Regions from separate parts of the Oryzias latipes genome. Here region 2 is linked to region 1. Evidence: chromatin contacts called from public Hi-C data. All regions are on one chromosome and are shown on one strand. The core of a region is the stretch at or near the end of the contact, and the rest is flanking DNA. Distances in the headings are between cores, read along the strand shown. Region 1 has its middle 78 kb from the start of LOC111947902. Region 2 holds the start of nr2f1 (COUP transcription factor 1).

What was found. Hi-C and Micro-C count contacts between places; a contact is called where the count stands out from the background.
Region 2: a Hi-C map of embryo shows a contact between it and region 1, with 1.7 times the contacts expected there. The contact joins the promoter of nr2f1 here to the enhancer-like site in region 1. A contact is called at or near these places in 3 of 5 Hi-C or Micro-C datasets (embryo and fibroblasts).

Annotation. Positions count from the first base shown.
Region 1 is chr9:15,381,588-15,384,472 of ASM223467v1, reverse strand. No RefSeq gene overlaps it. Among protein-coding and RNA genes, the nearest start is that of LOC111947902, 78 kb to the left of the region's middle. Within about 2 kb of position 1,297, at least 2 of the 8 cell types and tissues checked have an H3K27ac peak or open chromatin away from gene starts, as enhancers often do. A contact at or near this core is called in embryo, where this site is marked.
Region 2 is chr9:15,617,106-15,619,805 of ASM223467v1, reverse strand. nr2f1 (COUP transcription factor 1) reads right to left here and starts at 1,371. Exons shown (of 3, transcript XM_023958538.1): 1 at 1-1,371. The coding sequence starts at 421.

The DNA.
Region 1 (2,885 bases), core at 48-2,547:
AAACACTTTCACAGTGAAAGAATTTTCTTTTCTAAAATGAAAGATTCAGAGGAGATGGTATATGACCCCCCTCTCTGGATGTCTTGGGACTATTGCCTAAGTGGACATGTTAAATGTGGACTGCAGGGTGAATATCTAAATATCTGAACATCCTTTCTGTCTAATTTGGAATTTAACTCTCATCACAATGAATATCTTGAAATAAAGTGCTGATGAAAAGCTGGCATGTAACAGAAGGGTAGAAAGAGAGAGATGGGAAACAAAGTGACAGGTAGTACTCCAGACCCACCGCTTATTTTTGCTAATTGGAAGAAATTGTAATTTTAATAGATACTCAATTAGATTAACAAAATGTCAGTTTTATCCTAAACTAGTCTCACTAAACTAGTCAGGTTGTATGTCTATAACTATTTTTTGTCAAGAGAGAAAAGATGAATTAACAATACAAAAGACACATGAATGTAGATTATTTTTTTATGTTGCTGACAGCTTAGTTAAACTTAAAGTGACCTGTGTAAAGTATCAGTAATTTGAAAATGGAAGACAGATAGATAAATGGACACTTTTAAAGTTTCAGGATGGATTGTCCAGGGGCGCCCTCTTATGGAGAGATGGGAATCTGCAGTCAGTGTTTGGCTCTGCTCTCTTCTCTGCTTCCTGGTGCTCATCTTCCCTCCAGCCCTCTTCCTGTCAGCGATGCACAGCCACTTCCTCTGTTCTCTCACATTGTGTCTCTGTAAGAGTTTGGCACTCGGGCTTGGCGGGATCTCTTTGACCTCTTAGTCAAATATTTAGATGGTCGATTTCAACCCCTTTAAGGAACTGCCTTACAACCTCTTATAAAGAAATCGATGGGATGAGTTCAAATGCCAGTGAAAATGTTCAAACATAAACAGGTTCATTGGGAGGCTATGCATGGGATGGGGGGGGGGGGGGGTACACATTGGCAATGGTAGAAGTGTTGGTTAGAAGAGGGTGGGTGGCAGCAAAGGGGTGGGAGTGTGATGCTAATGTATGCACAGCCATAGAGCACCCATGCATATGCATATAGAGCAGGATTACACTTAGGGATGAGCAAAGATACAGAGAAGGTTTAAAAAGAGGGAGAACACTCGGGACACAATAAGGCAGCCAATTTATGTTTACCAAGAGAATAGAGGAACGGAAAGGGAAAAAGAGGAGAGGAGATGAGAGGATTTGGTACATAACGGCAAAAATGGGCTTTGTCTTGTGCTAAACAGAGTGACCTCTAGTCGGGGCCTTTGGGGAAGAGGGTGTGGAGGAGGCAGAGTAGTTAGAGCAGCCGACTCTCACAGTTCCCTTCAGGGAGCAACACTGCACCAAAAAGCATGGACAAACCAGGGCATTAATATCCTCGCACTAACCCCTTGACAATACCCCATTATGTATGTACGCCTCTGTGCATTACACACCTTGAACTAGAAACAATTGAGCCCTTTTTCTTTCGTTCCCTTCAGCACTTGAACCGCAGCCAAGAGAGGCAATGAGCGCGTTTTATTATATATTTATTCTGCAAAAAAACAGATGCAGAAATGCATGCACACAAACAACACCTTCGCTGTGTTTTTTACATAATCAGCTACCTTGTGACACCTACCTGTATTGCAAATTATTGTTCGCCTTTTATTCTGCTCTGTTTTCTCTATCTTCCCCTTTCAGCCATGAACATCATCTCTAATTACCATTTGCACTGATTCCAGACCAGAAAATCAGGCTAAAACCCTGCCTACAGTAGGAAATGTAAATGCAAAAGGAGCACACTGCAACAAAGTTGATGGGTTACAGAAAAAAAAGTCTGAAAAAACAAGCATTGGGAGAAAGGTAGCAGTGTAAGAACAGTATTATGATGTTTCTAAACGGAGAGAATGACTCGTGACACGGGTCCTATCCAGGTATTGATTTCTCCTGTGGCTGCAACACTAACAGCCGCGAAGAGCTGTTGAACTTTAAAGCAAATAGTCCTTCTTCCCCACTCAGCATCCTCTCACAACCAATCAACACAGGTCAGCCCAACATGGCTCACACCCCTATCTGGAATAAAAAATAATAGCCTTCTTTTAAAAGTTCTTGCCCAACCGGAGATCCAGACAGAATAAAGCAAGCAGGAAAAAGGTGGGCTCAAAAGAGTATTTATATTCATGATTCATACAAATAAATATATGGAAAAATGTGGCTACAATAAGAATATTTAGTACTTGGGTTGAAAAGGAGAAACTGAAACCTTTGCAAAACAGAAGTTTTAATAAATCATTAGTCTGTTTTTTTCTTATTATTCCCTTGTCAGATTGAATTCTAAAGATGCTGTTGAACACTTGTATGAACACATTGCACTATAACTTTCCCCTATCTCACAAGCAGCTGTGATAGCAGTAAAACTGCCGCTGCTCAGACTCTCTCTGACGATCGTCCTTTAACAGCATTCCATTTATTTGAGGACTCAATAGGTGGAGGTGGGCTGGGTGTCTGATCACCATTAGCTTCGCATTAGCCACTGTAACCCTAATGTTTCCCACTCCATTACTCTGCTGCTGGGGATGGAGATGGAGACGATGACCCTGAGAAGACGGGGAGGCTGGAGGGGTTCAGCATGGTTGGGCAGAGATCAAGAGTGAACAGCGAGAAACGCCCATTGCCCATTCTTGTTCACCTTGCAACCTCCTGAGACTTGGCAGACATACATCCTATATTCACTTTGACTTGTTAAATGTAATGCTCATTATTTAAGAATCGCTTAAAGTTAATAGTCTACACACAAAAAATGATAGGGGTGAAAAAAGAAAAGCAATATTTAAAAGTTTTAAGAGATAGCGGCCTTCCATTTACTATATATATTTATTTATTTTTAATTTGCTTTTATAGTTGGG
Region 2 (2,700 bases), core at 122-2,621, 240 kb before region 1:
TTCCCACTTTTAAACACTTCTTCAGCCGGCAGTATTGGCACTGATTTCGGTGGTGCTGGTCAATGGGACAGTTCCTATTGGCACGACATGAGTAGGTTAAGTTCCTCCGTACACTCCTCTTGAAGAAACTTTTGCATCCCTCGCAGGTGAACTGGCCGTAGTGTTTGCCGCTCGATTTGTCTCCGCAAACCACACATTCAATATGCTGCTGACTTTGTCCAGAATTCTGACTCCCCTTGTCCCCGGCGGTCCCCGGCGTGGACGGGGGTCCCGGCTGGCTGGGGGTCTGCGGAGTGTGCGGCGCCGCCGACGCCGCTTGCTGCTGCTCCCTCGCCGGCTGCGCTGCTGGGTTGGGGCCGTTCGGAGGTCCTCCGGCCACGTCTTCCTGCGGATCTCGCCAGACGCTAACTACCATTGCCATATCTCGGCCACGGAAAGTGCTATAAAGCGAAATGGTCGCTGATGTAGATATAGCGCAGAGGGGAGAAAAAAAAAGAGATCTCAAAAGACGGGGCAGTGCAAAGTCAAATCGGTGCACGCAATCTCATATGGGGTTAAAAAAAACGGCGATCAATACATTCAAAAGCAGGAGGGCGACTGGAGAGGCACCCGATCAGGATTTGCAAGTGTCGGGAGGCCAGTTCCAAGGTAAATTGCAGTCAGCCATTCAGGAATCCCTAATCTTGTAGGAAAACCAGAGTCCAGACGTAACAAATTGCAGTTAGATGCTGAATAGCCACAGAGGAAAGGCAGGATTCACGTAGACGCAGGAACAAGTACAAAAAAGAAGAAGAAGAAAAAAAAGAAGAAAAAAAAAGAAAACCTTGTTGGAAAGAAATGCGATCCAAAGTGCAGCGGAGATAAATTCCTTTCTCCTCTTCCTCCTCTTGCTCCTTTACACTCCCGTCTTCGTCGCGCAGGAGGGCAGGAAAAAACTGAAGAGCTGGATTTTTTTTTACATCTATATATTCTTAAATAAGGCTCGTCATCTCGCCCAGCAGCGGAAGAAAATCGCGTCGCCGAAAGAAGTGCCCATGTATAGTTTCACTCCTCTCCAGCAGGAGGAATGGATACGAAGAAGAAAATGTAAAAAAAGAAGAGCAAAAACACCAAATACTAATAGAATATGCAAGACGAAGGAGAGACCCAAAAAATGAATGCGCTTAAACGGGAGGACCAGCAGAGCAATGTTTCCGAAACGGGGGATCTGCGCGAATGTCTGTATATAGTGAACTTTGACACTACTATTGAAACTGACACGTTTCTATGGAGATCGCTGCGCCTTATATGGTGCTCATGTCAAGGAGCCAAGAGAGGGGCTGCTGGAGACTGATAATCAAAGGCGACTGACTGGCCAGAGCCCTGCATAGAGGAGGAGGAGAGGAGGAGAGGGGGGACAGAGGGAGAGAGAAAATGGGAGGCTGAGGTTATAGCCAAGCCCTCTCTGTTTCTCTATTGGTTAGAATCCCCCTCCGCTTATCCACTGCAAAAAGTGACCATCTCAGAAGTCATCCAGTCTCGTGTTCGGATGTGAAAATGTGATTTTATTCGTAAAATACAGCAGGAACCGTGCATCTGGGTTTGAAATACACCTCCTTGTGTTTACAGTTGGAGAATGTTTTTTACGCCAATATATCGGAGTCCAGAGATGGGGGGGTGGGGGGATTTCTGTTGGAAATACATAGGCTGCGTAAAGGCGCATGATGGATCGACTGGTGTCGGGATCCAGGAAAGGCATTACGCGTCGAAATGGAAGCTTGTGTCCGCCTTGTGATACCAAGCCTCGGCGCTGCACTGAGCGCCGTTTGAGGCGTGGATATTTTTTACAGCGCTGCCATCTACGGCTGGAGGGGCTGGGGGGAATGGAGAGAGGGAGGGAAGGGAAGGGGGGCGGCGGTGTGAGTGTGTGTGTGTGTATGGGGGGTGCTCTGACAGGCGCAATTTACATTGAGCTCGCCCCGCGCTGCTATTTACTTTGAAACCTGATTAGTATGGGCCGTCTATTGTCACCAAAAAGAGGAAGAAACCCTGGATAGAATAGCGAAAAAAGAAGAAAAAAGCGGGGTAAAGGCAAGAGAGGACAAAGCTTTTACGCTTGACAAATAAACGAAAAGCAGCGAAACACCACTCTGCCTCAGATATTGCCCAAAGTTTCGGACCAGTCTGTGTGGAACTGTTGTCTTTATTTTAGGAATAAGTGACATCTTCTTTTTGGTTCAAATTGATTTCTTCTGTTCACACGCTGTTTTGTCCTTGGCGTGCGCATTGCGGTACACACCGCCGTCTGTGAATGGCACAGTTCTGCTCATTAAAACTTACCATTTAGTTTAGATTTAACATAACATAAAGAAAAAAAATATCACAGGAAAAAATAATGCACATTTGTACTGTACAAACGGCGGGTCTTGCAAATGAGCCGAACATCTCTAACAAGATAAGCTGTTTTGGATTATTTCTAAAGTCCTATAGACTGCAGACGGTGGCACGTTGTGTCCTAATATTGACAGTAATTCAAAATGAAATGAAGTTACGGGGGATTTGCATGGGGATTCCGCCTTTTTGTATCAGGGTTTCTGCAAGCTGACTATACCTCTCCTACTCAAAAATGTCTGGATCGCGCTGCCATCTAGCGTACAATGTTCAATTACAACTTCATATGCAAGTTTTCCGACATGCATTTTTAAAAGCTTAAAATCTGAT